2 separate regions of the Columba livia genome follow, and region 1 is linked to region 2. The links are chromatin contacts, called in public Hi-C maps. All regions are on one chromosome and are shown on one strand. The core of a region is the stretch at or near the end of the contact, and the rest is flanking DNA. Distances in the headings are between cores, read along the strand shown.

Region 1 (7,341 bases), core at 4,699-7,198, 190 kb after region 2:
CATGACCTCAGGGAAATCACTCCCTGGGCCCATCTGCCCTATCAGTAAATCATCAATAACACTCTATTTCCTCATCCAAGAACACATTGGGCTTGTTAACACTAGTAATTCACCTTGATCTCAGATTGAGGGTGCTACCCAGATGTAGCACAATATTACAGTATTCTGTCTTTGGCAATGATGCCAAATGGCCACATCAACACTCGCTAGCATTAGATTTTCAGCTGAAGAACAAGGAGCTGTCACTGCAGCAAAATCCCTAGTTGTCCTCCCCTTCCCCACCCTCACCCTACCCCATGCTGGAAATTCTTCTTGTAAAAATTAAAACATATATTTTATTTATATTGACTAAAATAGTGTATATGGGCACCAGAAGTCAGCCCTGTGGACATAACCCTGTTCTCAGGTCTCCTGGCCACAGCGTAACATACAAGGGTAGGCAGTCCCAAAGGAGAAGGCATCTGAGACCTTTGCTGAGGGAGATATTTCTCAGGACTACTTGATGAGGCCACTGAGGCAGCATAAATCCAGGCAGTGCTGCTCCTTCCACAACAAACTAGCCCATATCAAATATGTTTTTCACCGCCTCAGAAGGGATGCCCTGGCTGCTCATGCAGTGTACACTTCAGAGACAGCAGAGATGTTGGAAGAACAGCGAGATACTGCAGCAGCAAAGCGGTATAATTCAGAGTGTCTCCAGCTTTTTGTATTTATGGACCAATTTTTATTTTAATAAGATTTTCCTCTAATTTATTAAACTGTCTCACCACATCTGAAATTGTCTTCTTGGCTAAATGTTCAAAAATGCTAATAAAGGGAAAATTCCAGATGCTAATTTTCTTTAATATTTTTCTTGATTCTGTGACTCTTGTATGCACCCACAGTATAATACATGAGCAGAGATGCCTTCATCCTAATGTCTTCATATGACTTTCAACTATTAGTCTAGATGCCACACAGCCTTTCTCAGTGCACTATGCAACCATGACACAGTTCTTTAAAGTCATCTGTTATCCAAAGCAGCCTTTTTCCATAAGAGCCTTTCTCAGACTTTCCCTCAGGAAGCTTATAGGTGAGTTGTAGTAAAATTCCTGAAAACTAAAACTGAAAGAAAATAATCTGCTTTCTGAAAACCCAAGTTGGAGGCTAAGAATCCTTCAAGATCACAGGGGCTACTAGAAAGCAACGTGTGCCTTTGTGTCCCTCTTGTGGTATGGCATCAGCAAGCTGCCATCATCAACATACCCTTGCATGATCCCAAACACAACAACACATAGGGACACACAAGTGTTCCCAGAGACACAGCCAGATCCGGCACAGACAAACAAAGGATAAACATGCTGGTCATCTGCTCGAGAGCTGGCCCAAGCCCATTTCTCGTTATTAGTACAACTGTTGAAATTTCAGTGAAATACTGTGGAGAACCAAATAGCACCAGTTTATTTTCTTGTTGAAGCCTACTTTATTCCACAGTATCACATCAACAGAATAGAAATACTACGGATTAGAATGCAACGTGCATAAAGGGTATCAGGACATGACTGTGTTTCAAATAACTTCCAGATATATATGCAAGACTGTAAATTCAAGATTTTGAATAGATGTGTAATCAAGATTTCATGTATTCAAAATTTGTATATCATATAATTGTTTAATAAATATTTTGAAGGCTCGTTTCTTCTTAAGTGTAGCCTTTGGGATTACTACAAAGCAAAATTTGTTTGGGGCAATACAAATTTGTGTCTGGGGAGAGTTTTGTTAATGATTGAAATGCGATAAAAAACCTTATCCACTCTCTCTGAGCTCTAGCTTATTTATTAATACAAGCTAACAACCTCAGGAACAACATCAGACAATTAGGAAGTGGCTTGATGTTGCAGATTTGGGGAAGACAAGAGGAAGATGAAGGAGAGAGAAATATCCTTAAAAATGGGTGCCCCTGGCCAAAGCATCAAGCTACTTTTGGTACCTGTCTCCATCCAAGTACCAAGAAGTGACACAAGAAAGGCACACTTCATCAGGTTCTGTGGGCAAGATGTTCCAGAGGAGGCTAAGAAGTGTAGTCTCCTTTTGACTGCTCCCACTCCTCCTGCAGATCCCCAGCAGGCATGAAAGGGTCAAAGAGATATTAAGCAACAGCTAGGCAAAAGACCAGTGAAACACCTGAAGCCATGAAGAACAGCAAAATGTGGCTTTGGAGGAGTCTGTGCTAATGAGGGAGCCTCATTCCCAGACAAAAAGGCTTTTTGTCTCAGCCCTGCCTCCACCATCACCCAGCTGCCTGCACTGGCTGTGACCATGCTCACCTTTGATAACTAAAGCAGAGTGTGACAACCTGTCATCCTTCCTACTGCCTGAGTGCCTGGCATCGCAGGGCCTCAGAAATCTCTCACCTCTCTCAGACATAACTCTCTGCAGCTCCGGCCATGTTCCTTGAAAAATTTTCCTGAAATGTCACTCATCCCTCCTTCCCTGCCCTATAGCCCCCTGAAACCAACAGGCACTCCTCTAAGCCCCTTTCTCCTGAGTCCAACTGATCCCTCCCGAATTTCTTCCCCTACCTGCATCCTCCTCCCCAGCACCAGCCCTACCACTAACATAAAACCTCACCTTTCTGCCCCCTTTCTGCTCTCACCCATAGAGAAGCAAAATTCAATTTTCCCTGTGCTATAGAGAAGCCTTAAACCACTCTGAGTCATTTATAACGTTGTCTCACTGTTACTTGTCACAAAGGAACTGTTAAAGGCAGAACTGATTTGCTCCAGACTAAGGGCAAATGTACTAGGTACATATATAAAAAAAACTGGCATTGTTTTGTGTAAAAAGTTGCATCTCTGATTTTGGCAACCAAACTGCCTACACACTTTCTTGGAAACTATAAATAACAATATGTATCAATATGTCCAGGCAAAACCTCATTGTTTCTTTCCAAATAATCCTCTAATACATATATCTAACGATCTAACATCAGAAAGGCAATCTTAAAGCTTTTGACTTAAGACTGTCCACTTCCTTGGTTTCCCCATTTCGGAAATATTTACATCTTCCTACATTCCTGATGTACTCAAAGGGCTTTTTAAACTTGCCTAAATACAAATAACTTGATGCATGTGAAAATATAATGCAACGTATTTCTAGCACTGGATGTTATATGAGGTATATTTTGATAAGAATTAAAAAAAAAAAAAATATTTGTTTGTCTTTTATGTGTAATTATTGTCCTGCTTCCTTTAGGAGGAAGACAGACCTTTTCCATGTCGATATACTGTGTCTCCACAGCTTGGAAAACCACTCCATAATGATGCTAACAATTCCTCAAGTGCCAGCAGTGTATAGTTAAAGCTGACTGGAGCTAAAACCACATTTACTCATGTCAGCTGTGCTCTTAAGAACACATAGACTCACAAGGGAAAACTAGTCCAAGAAAGTTACTTTATTCAGTAGTTCTCTTTATTCCTCTTTGTTACCTCTAAACAGAACTGTTCTTTGATTTCTTCAGCTATGTCCTGTTCTCCAGCCTGAAATGGTTTCTGGGAAGATTCTGGGGACTTAGATACTTACGTTAGATTTTCAGGCGTCTGGCAGCCTCAGCAGAGAGGTAGTGCTTGTTCCCAGTGGACACCTGAAAACCTCCTGCATGCCCCTCCGGCAAAAACAGGGCAGCCAGCATCTGTCCTCCAACATGCTTGCATTGGAAAGCTTGGCCTTTCCTGTTTATCCAGAGCAGCCAGGGAGGGGAGCTGGAGCTGCAGGAAGGCATGTTGTCCTGCCGCTGGGGTCGCTGACACAGGACAAAGCATAGAATGAAGCGCAGGTCCTGACATGAGCCCATGGGTATCACAGCCAACACAGGTCTCTTCACCTACACCTGTGCCATGCTGCTACGTGACACAGAAGATACTGTTCAGGGCTGAATAATTTTCTGGGTCTTGTCCTGTAGCTTGTTATTGCTACAAAAGTGGGTTATGGAGGAAAACCCTGGGAAATTCCCCCAAATGGAAGAAAATTACAAAGCCTTATTACTCTTCGCCTGCCCAGAGCTTCTTACTAACAACCCATAGTAAAAAAGCACAGCCATAACAAGGGTTTACTTTTAAACTTAAGCAAATGTTTTCTGCTTAAATACCTAAAGATAACACACAGGTCTTACATAGCCAGACTGATTTTTAGACATACAAAGCACCACCACCGATTGCAGGAGGAACTGAATTGGAAGAAGACCAGTACTTCTGACTATACACAGTGCACAGCTTTCAATTTTATAGCCCAGGTGTTATAGGCAATTATCTTGAGAAAATCTTGGTGTAAGAGGATCTTTGGTCCGTATTGTTTCCTGAATTGTGGTTATTTTCTATTTTTGAAGTCAATAGAAATACATCAGTTCAAATTAACTGAGTATGTGACCCCTTATATTTACATATTCATATATGCACACATATATGTATGTCTACCTGTGTGTAGCTAGGCTGTATTTAGTGAAAGTCTTTAATTCTTTTCACAAAGTAATGCTTCTTATAAACAGTAAATTAGGAAACTCAATACTATCTATATACTTTTTACAACAAGAATTTCTCACAGTGAGCAACTAGTCATGTTCTGTACCTCTAATTTATTATAGTGTTCAAAAAATCTGTTAACCAGGGAACTAAAAAACATGTGGGGGTTGTAAAACTATCCACTATAATAAAAGACTTACAACATTTTTAGCTATCTGAGGAACTGGGAATTAGGTTGATGGAAGGGATTATTGCTTAATATTTTCCATAACATCAGCAACCTTGTCAAAATCCCCTGGTTGCTCTGAGAGTAGGAGACATCTGTTTTATGGAGTGAGCACATATCCTGGAATGTCTGCCATGGGACAGCGTCACAACCAGGCTTCATTACTTGGTTTACGCTCCACTGTGCCATGGAAAAATCACACCTTCTGCTTATGCCAGCAAAAGCCTTGTAGATGCAGTGCTGCAGATTAGAAGGTCCCCTTGCCGGCATCGTTTATTTCATGAGGGGAATGAGCGCAAGTTGTACCAGTGTGTGAAACATTTCACGATTCCCATTGCACTACAGGTTTGCTGTGTAAACTTCTGCTAGGAAGGCTGGCCCATCTCTCATCTTCTAGCTTTTGGACTGTGATCAATGACGTGAAGTTCAATTGGAGGTCAGTTCCTAGTGGTGTGCCCCAAGGGCGCTGATACACCAGGGGGTCCAGGACAAGATGGAGAAATCAGCCCACAAAATTCAACAAATGGAAACGCAAAGTCCTGCCCCTGAGGAGGAACAATCCCACATAAGAGTACATACATCTCCATCCTTCGAGATACTCAAAGCCCAACTGAAAATGATCCAAAGTAACTTGCTGCCGCTGATCCTACTTGAGAGAGGTGAGTAGACTAGATGATCTCAAGGAGTCCATTCCAACCTCAGCCATTCTGTGATTCTGTGATAATTGTATTGACAAACTTTGGTAACTGGAATGAAGTTTACAGATCCACATTCCTGTACAGACATCTCTTTTGACAGTCTACCTATGCCAACAGAAGTTGTTAGCATTTCCATTTATTAAATATTTCCTTAGGTCCTTTCTTTCTTGAGTTACCCATTTTATAACAGGTATAGGCATGTTGTAAGTCTGAGGCAACTGAATCCATTCTCAATGAAAGATCAAATATGATGGTTATCTAGAGCTTTTTAAGACAATGAAGATAGTCAGCTAAATATATTTCCCTCTTTTTTACAGTCTCTGTGCTTCAGGGCAAAGAAAGTATTCAGGTGAAAGTATGCTAGAATAAGAAGGTCTTCCTGAAATATTCTCTCAGATGCAATCGCCACCGAGAACGAGCACTTGGATGTGGCACAGGGAGGGACAGGCACATGAGCTTTAATCTAGCAAGCCTGGGGAACAGCAGAAACCCCAGCCTGGGAGGCCAGACACAGCACAAGTTGGATGGAAACTGTGGCAGAAGATTCCCCTCCCCAGACCAGACTGTAGCCTGTGCTTTCATTTTTCCTCCCCCGTTGTCCTTAGCCAGACTACCTAGATTTTTAATCACGTTTTACTACCGCACATTTATTTCACTGCGTGAGTGAAAACCCTGTTTTCACGGGCAGTTTCAGAGAGCGTTTTTCGGGCATTCTTTTGAATCTGCTGCCATCTAGTGAGCAGAAATCAAGCTGCAATGTATGGGGCTTGAGGTCGGCAGCGTTTTTTTAGCTTCTAAGACAATATTTTGTCCCAGTCTCGAGGTGCAGCTTACGGTAGGGTTTGCATGCATTTACCCAGTAGGCTCCCAGATGTAAAGACACAGCTGATGTAAGGCCTTTCTGCCTTATACCTTATGCCCTTTCTGACTAGTTCTAAATCATTTTTAACACCTGGAGATTTTCATTAGATTGCTCTCTGCTAATAAGTCCATATTTGAACATCTCAATCAAAATGTTGTGAACATCCAGGATTTTGACTGAATATCCTGATTTTGGCTGGGATGGAGTTAAAATTTTTCGTTATTGCTGAGCAGTGCTGACACAGAGTCAAGGTTCTGTTCCTCACAGCACCTCACCAGCGAGTGGGCTCTGGGGACACAAGAAATTGGGAGGGGACACAGCTGGGACAGCTGACCCAAACTGACCGAAGGGAAATTGCATGCCATATGACATCACGCTCAGAAACAAAACTGGGGGGGGTGGGGAGCACTGCTCAGGGACTGGCTGAGCAACAGTTGGTTGGCAGTGAGCAACTGTTTGAATCTATATAATTTGCCTTTCTTGTTTGCTTGGTTGGTTTTATCTCTTTGTGGTTTCAGGGGTTTGTTTCCCCTGTTTTCCTTTTTATTTTCACTGTTGTTATTATTACTTTTTAGTTATTAAACTGTCTTTATCTCAAACCAGGAGTTTTCTCACTTTTACTCTTCTGATTCCCTCCCCATCCCACAGGGAGGTAGTGAGTAAGCATCTGCGTGAGCCTAATTTGCTAGCAGGGGTTAAACCTCAACGGTCTTTTTTGGTGCCTAAAGTGGGGCACAAGGGGCTTTAGATAATAACAGATTTCGCCAGAGTGTATCAGAAGGGATTTATATGTTAACAGTTGTGGCACTTGATATTGATTAATCTGTTCTCAATATTAGCTGACCTGTGCCATGCTCTATTGTTGAAGAATGGTGTTGGCTTTTGCAGTTTGCTGTGTGCTGTAGTGCTTCGTGATGTTTTGCCTCAGAAATTTATTATTAAAACACTAGGCTGGAGCTGTACCTGGTATTTGGGCTCTGTACTGAAGCCTTACTGTACTTAGGATACCAACTCATGGAGACAATTAACAATTATACTTCTCCCTCTGAGAGGTTTTTT
Region 2 (7,074 bases), core at 4,319-6,818:
GGTGCCATCCAGAGGGACCTGGACAAGCTCGAGAAGTGAGCTCATGCGAACCTTATGAGGTTCAACAAGGCCAAGTGCAAGGTCCTGTACCTGGGTCAGGGCAATCGCAGGTATCAATACAGGCTGGGGGATGAAGGGACTGAGAGTAGCCCTGTGGAGAAGGACTTGGGAGTACTGGTGGATGAAAAATTGGACATGAGCCAGCAATGTTCACTCACAGCCCAGAAGTCCAACCATACCCTGGGCTGCATTAAAAGCAGCGTGGCCAGCAGATTGAGGGAGGTGATTCTGCCCCTCTGCTCTGCTCTGGTGAGACCCCACCTGGAGTCCTGTGTCCAGCTCTGGAGCCCTCAGTACAGGAAAGACATGGACCTGTTGGAGAGGGGCCAGAGGAGGCCACAGGAATGGTCAGAGGGCTGGAACAGCTCTGCTGTGAGGACAGGCTGAGAGAGTTGGGGTTGTTCAGCCTGGAGAAGAGAAGGGAGAGCTTATTGTGGCCTTTCAGTACTTAAAAAGGGCTATAAGAAAGATGAGGACAGACTTTTTAGTAGGGCCTGTTGCAATAGCACAGAAAGATAGGAAATTGAGAGAAGATATAAGGAAGAAATTTTTTATTATGGGAGTGGTGAAACACTGGCACAGGTTGCCCAGAGAGGTGGCAGATGCCACATCCCTGGAAACATTCAAGGTCAGGTTGCACAGGGCTTGAGCATCCTCATCTAGTTGAAGACACTCATTCAAGAGGAGCTGGATTAGATGACCTTTAAAGGTCCCTTCTTACCCAAACTATTCTATGTTTGTATAATTTTATTGTTTTATGTATGCAGTTAGCCATTACAGCACTGTATTTGCAGGACTCAAGTCATCAATATTCCAAAATGACTAATGATATCCTGCCTCAAACTCTTTCAAACAAGGCCACTCCACATTCTCTTTATATGTCCATCCCCTTCCTATAACAAGACAGAACTATCTGCACTTAATTTTATCCTCCGCTCCCATAACACCTCAGAGATTGAAGTACAGTCAGTTGCTTGTGGATTGAGTGACTCCAGTTCCATCCAGAATACGTTAGTTCATTCCCAGGCTGTCTTCTGAGAGGCAACCAGGGATCACATCCATACATAGCATGCTCCAGAGTCAACAGTTGATCCTACGCAATCCCCATAGTCTTCCAATGCTACCTCAGTGTGCTTTGCTCTCCCACATATTCTCACGTTACGTCCCATAGCACGGGACACATAGTCTCAAGAACTACACTACAAACAAATCACACTGGCAGTCTGTAGCATGCATTGCGTGGAAAAAGGCTATAAAGTACTGTAGGGTATCAACAGGAGCTCCAGGCTGACTGGTGTGCAAGCAGACATTTGCAACTTGTTCCTAGATTATATATAGGTGAATAAATTCAAAATAATTGTCCTGAAGGCCCGGTGTTGGATGCCCTCAATAATGTTCATGGGACTTTACACTGGTAGAGATAAACTCAGAAATGTATAGCCAATATAACAATGACCAAGTGATCCTACAACATGAAGTCTCATCAGCTATGAACTTCAACTCAGAGGTGTGACTGCCGATCAATACAATTACTTACTGTCCTCCCTGTTCATTATTTTTCTTTCCGACTAAAGCAAAAGAGGAGGGATGCTCACACTGTAAATCCTTGCACACTATAGTGAATAAATAACTGTTTTGGAGAATATTCACACCAAGTTCTGGTCGCTGACTTAGGACACCAATCTCCTAAACAGACCTGTAGAGTCAATAAGACGACAAACCACTCCAAATGTGGAGCAAGAACCTAATTTAGAAGCCTCCACTTGCCCTTATTTATCCACTGAAACCGACACAACTTAGAAAAGCATTATATTAATTCCCCCTTCCCTCCAGTCTGGGTTGGGAGCCTGGTAAGTCACAAGGTTTTTCTTTTGTAACTTTAGAGTGCAGAAGTTATTATTTATGGGTTTTGGTGGGTACATCAAATCCAAGAACTCATCAGTGCCCACATGCCCACACTCAGCCATCTCCACAGGCTACTGTGAGTGACACCTCACTGGGCCATTTCTACCCGAAGAGTTTTGGTGCATAAGCAGGACTTTTACACACTCCCATAACCCCCATACGCTGCAATGCGAAGGATCTGCGAACTACCAACAGTTCAGTAGGAGGCTACCTTTCAGGGGCAGGTGAAATCCTCTATTCGTAGAGAATTCAATCCCTTCTTCAAGAAGAAGTGCTCTCTCATGGTGTATCTCCACCAGGCACCAACTAAGATATTACTGGATGCACAAACTGAAATTTTATCAACTAATTAATCCCCGGGTCTCCTGCCAGACATTTTAACAGCAGTTGTAAATCTCCTGAAATGTAGAAAAAGCAATATAAACCAATAAAAGAAGTGTGCTTAGAAATAATGTGAGAGGAATTAACCACATAAACAGGTCATGTATTTTTAATTACAACTGAATGAGAATGACTGAATTTTAAGGTCAACTGCATTTGTGTCTATCTGATTGTCTCATTTTCTGAGCGCTCTCAATGTAAAATAGGTTGGAGAAAGAATTAAAGAAAATATGAGTTTGAATGGAGATCTGTTAGGAGAGGGTGTGAAATAAAAAGGGGGAAGAGACAACAGCATTAAACAAAAAGTGCCTAGGAGTCTTTCCAATACATCCAGATCAGATACATACTGGCTTTTCTAGCTGCCAAAATGATGCCTAGTGATGGAAAACTACTACTCTATAATAATTTGGAGAGCTGGTGTAAAGAACAAAATTAATCGCTAAAACAGGAAAGGATGGTGAACAGAAAACTGCCTAACTGTGGGAATTCAGAAAGCTATCAGATCTTATTTTAATGTCCAGTCATGGGATATATTTTCCTAAATAGTACTTTGTAAAAAAGAGCAATAAATGCCTTCCTCATTACTTTTAGAGCTACTCCAAACACCAAAAAGCTGAATTCAGCAATACAATTTCTGTTAATAAAAAACCTGCATCCAATAAGAATTATTTCCCTAGGTTTAGTTACACACAAGAAAAGGTTTCCTTCCTCCAACAGAGCACCGTGAACCCCAAAGTCCTTACCCAAAAAGGCAGTTACAAATCTGGACACAATCCAAATGTTCATTAAATAAAGACAGACTAGTATGTTTTTAAACGATTTTAAGAAGTTAATTTATTGACAAAGGATATATAATCCTATATGTAGATGATCATAGTCTACATTGCTAAAAGGTGTGGAAAGAGTCCAGCTATTCTCTGTTATGATTTTTGTCAGCTGTATGATACCAAAGATGATTCCAAATTCCCAACTTCCAAGTCAATATTTTCATTATTACAATTACCGTAAGAAACTTGCATTTATTTAACTGAAAGGTGTATGTGAAAATGCAATGCTTCATGCTATGGCCTGGCTTTCAGACCAGCAGGCAAAATGAAGAGTCTCCATGCAGGGAAGCCTGTCAGCACTAGTGGGACCATGCACTGATCCTCCTCCTGCTCAGGCAGCAGCACAGCCGCTCAGGGATGCAAGGTCGGCACTGAAGGCTCCTTTACTCCCCCTCCTGGGAGGTCCGAACTTCAGCTGCTGCAGCTCCTCACAAAGTAAATGGCCTGCTTTCTGCTCCAGAAGCGAAGGACAGGCGAGCTGGATGGATTTTGCAGATGAAGGCAGGAACTGGGAGGGGGCAGAGCTCATCCCTCAGCTGTATGCAGAAAGCAGCTTCACTGGGACAGATAGCCAGCCATTCCTCCTCTCCCATGCTGGGGAAGCTCAGGAAGCCCCTGTCTCACGCCAAGGCATGATCCTGTCCCATTGCAATCCTCAGACTCCTTGCACCTGGAACATCCCAGCATCCAGACCCCTTCTTTCCAGCTGCACTAAGGTGGACTGGTTTCCCTACCAATCGGGCAGTGCAGCAGCACTTCATACAGTGTCTGCAGTGTTGTCTTCAACTTAACCACACCAAAGTAGATAACATGCACCAGTACCAGCATTATCAAAGGTGAATAGGGCTGCAAAGTAATGCATGCATGAGCCCAGTGTAGACAGCAATGTGTATTTACTGCACCCTGCCTGAACGGCATCTGATATTTTTAATAACACTATTACGCAAGAACTGAAAGAAACATCTCTAAAGTAGGTAGATTAAAGCAGGTTTTCTGGATGCAGTTTTCACAGATTTAAAAACACAAGCAAACACAATTTCTGCACCAGAAGAGGCAAGACTGTACTGAAGGAGAAACACAAGTAGCTTGTAAAACTGATGACAATGGAGCAAATCCTTATGAATGCTTCTCAACACATCAATCACCCTGACTCCCAGCCACATCACACAGCCATTCCACCTTCCAAGCACTTTCAGACAGACATCAGTCCACACCGCATAGGATTCCAAGATCTCCGAGTTTCTGGAAAATAGATTTAGTCGTAATTTTTGTGACAGATGGAGTTGATAGTCTCAGGATGAAAAAAAGCGCCAGTTTTGACAGGCAGCAGATACCGATGCCCCTTGTGGTTGGAGACGACGTTGCTCTGGAATTAAGGTAGCACGAAAACGAAAGGCAATGGGTAACTGCAACACTGATTTGTTATGCCCTTCTCGTTGTGCCTTAATATTTATATTTTTGTGTCTACTTCATTATAAGCAAAGCAAAGCGAACAGAGAGTGTAACAGCAAGGCAGGACGTCAGCAAGGTACTTTTGCCTTCAATGAAACACATTTCAGCCTCTTAACTAACGGCTTTGAAACAACTTTTACTAGTTGGCAGATCTTCATAAGGTATCAAAGAACTATACTGAGATCTACTGTATTTCTGTCAACAGGCATCCTCGTAGGTCAGTGTCTTAAGCCTGTGCACAAAAACCTCAACCGAGAAGCTGAGTTGAATGAGTTTAAAATCGTTAAGTGGAAAGAATGCTGCAATACTGAAGGCATAGCAAAGCAATACTTACATGGTCGCAGTATTTACGGGGTCGCAGTACACCACTAAGAGACCAAGCTTTGGTCTCTCTCAGCGTACTAACACTGAAAACCGGAGCTGCGTTTAGATTTCAGTAAGAACAAAGTCGGTCCCCTTTTGAGCCTGATCCACCCTACTTTTCGGGAAGCAGCTCTGCCCTCACTTGACTCAGTGGGAAGTTTGGGTACACACATCACTCAGGCTAGAGACCTTTTTTGTTCCCTGCTGTAAGGAGCAGGAACAGTTTAAGAAGAACATCCCTGCAGAAGCAGCACGGAGACCCAGGCCGCCTGCCCCTCCGCCTCCGCGGCTCAGGGCCCGGTGCTCCCGGGATGCGCCGCCGCCGCCGCCCGGCCAGCCCCGCAGCGCCCGGTACCCGCCGCCGCCGCTCCGCGCCTCCCGCACCGCCGCCGCGCCGCCTTAACGGGAGGAGGGGCTCCTCGGGGGGCTGTCACTCTCCTTAAGCCTTTCCTTTCAAGCTTTGAATGTGAGCTGCCCTCCAGCCCCCCTCCCTCCTTCCCTCCCTCCAGCAGATCGTAAAGAGAGGAGGGGAGGAAAAAAAGTTTCAACAACAGGCTGGACCAATAGCAAGTGGCGAAGCAGGGAAAGGGGGCCGAGCGAGGGGAGAAAGAAGTGGAGAAAAGGAGAAAGAGAGCGAGAGAGCGCAGGCTGGGGGGATGTGTAAAAGAAGAAGCGTTGCTAATTTTTTTTGTTTGTTTGCTTTTCCATGCATGCATAATGAGGCCTAATCAGAGCACGTTGCTGCTGCTCGGAGGGCACTTTTGTATTTAAAGCCTTGCAAAGAAAAAAAGATCCACAGACGGATCCGCAGAGCAGCTTGCAGGGCTTGTTGACAACAGAAGCAGCATCAGTCGCCCAGAGAGAAAGAGACCCTGAAGGCTGCCTCTTCTTTCCCCGTGCTATCTTCTTGCTAACGGGGAGAGGCGTTTCTTCTCCCCGCCACCCGAAAGTGCAAGGCGTACCAAGAGGGAGTGAGCGGAGCCGGGACTGTGAATGGGATCGAAGCGGCTGGCATGTGCAGAGATGCTGCGAGCGGAGAGTTAAAAGCTCCCGAGGAGGCAGCAGCAGCAGCTGGGCATTTATTTTGTGCAAAAAAAAGAAAAGAAAAAAAAAAAGAAAAAACAGAAACGGAACTGCATGAGGAGCAGGGCAGCACCATGAGCTCTCCCGGCGCAGCCTGGAAGTCCATCAGCCCACTCCGAAGCCGCGCTCCTCCGAGCCCCCGTTTGCACTGATTCACCCCATCTCTCCGAGCGCCTTCGCCGCCGTCGCCAAGCCGGGAGCAGCGGGTGTGGGACACGGGACGGCCCCGGGCGCCTGCTTCGTACGGCGGCCTCGCCGGTTCCAGCTCCCGGGGGCTGGAGGGCCTGGGAGCCCGGCGCAGATGGATTGATGCGAGGAGACCTCATGCACACGGCCGGCGGGAGTTTTGCAAACTTTTCCACGGGCGGCAGCTCCTTCTCCTCCTCCTCGTCGTCTACCAGCGCCTCTCCCCTGCTCGCCTGCGCCAGCCGCCGCCGCCGCCCGCGATGGTGGCCCGCTCGCCCGCTCGGCACGGAGGCGGCGGCGGGCGCCGCTGGCCGAGGCCGGCCGCCTGGCTGTGGCTGGCGGCGGCGCTGGGCGCCGTGTGGCCGCCGCTGGGCTCGCTGGTGCAGGGCCGGCGGCTGATCTGCTGGCAGGCGGTGCTGCAGTGTCAGGGGGAGCCCGAGTGCAGCTACGCTTACAACCAGTACGCCGAGGCGTGCGCCCCGGTGCTCCTGCAGCAGCCGCCGGCGGGAGGCGGCGGGGACGGCCCGGCGGCCGCTGCAGGCTCCGCCGCCTCCTCCAGGCGGCGGTGCCCCAGCCACTGCATCGCGGCCCTGGTCCAGCTCAACCACACCCGGCGCGGCCCGGCGCTGGAGGACTGCGACTGCGCGCAGGACGAGAACTGCCGCGCCACCAAGCGCGCCATCGAGCCCTGCCTGCCCCGCACCAGCAGCCCGGCGGCCGGCGGCCCCGGCGTGATGGGTTGCACGGAGGCGCGGCGGCGCTGCGACTGGGACAGCCGCTGCAGCCTGGCGCTGAACCGCTACATGACCTACTGCGG

Evidence for each region. Hi-C and Micro-C count contacts between places; a contact is called where the count stands out from the background.
Region 1: a Hi-C map of crop shows a contact between it and region 2, with 3 times the contacts expected there. The contact joins the enhancer-like site here to the promoter of GAS1 in region 2. A contact is called at or near these places in 2 of 2 Hi-C or Micro-C datasets (crop and liver).

Annotation. Positions count from the first base shown.
Region 1 is chrZ:53,196,178-53,203,518 of bColLiv1.pat.W.v2, forward strand. No RefSeq gene overlaps it. Among named protein-coding and RNA genes, the nearest start is that of TUT7, 19 kb to the right of the region's middle. Within about 2 kb of position 5,949, at least 2 of the 3 cell types and tissues checked have an H3K27ac peak away from gene starts, as active enhancers do.
Region 2 is chrZ:53,003,358-53,010,431 of bColLiv1.pat.W.v2, forward strand. It overlaps GAS1 (growth arrest specific 1), which reads left to right and starts at 5,569. Exons shown (of 1, transcript XM_065045833.1): 1 at 5,569-7,074. The coding sequence starts at 6,518.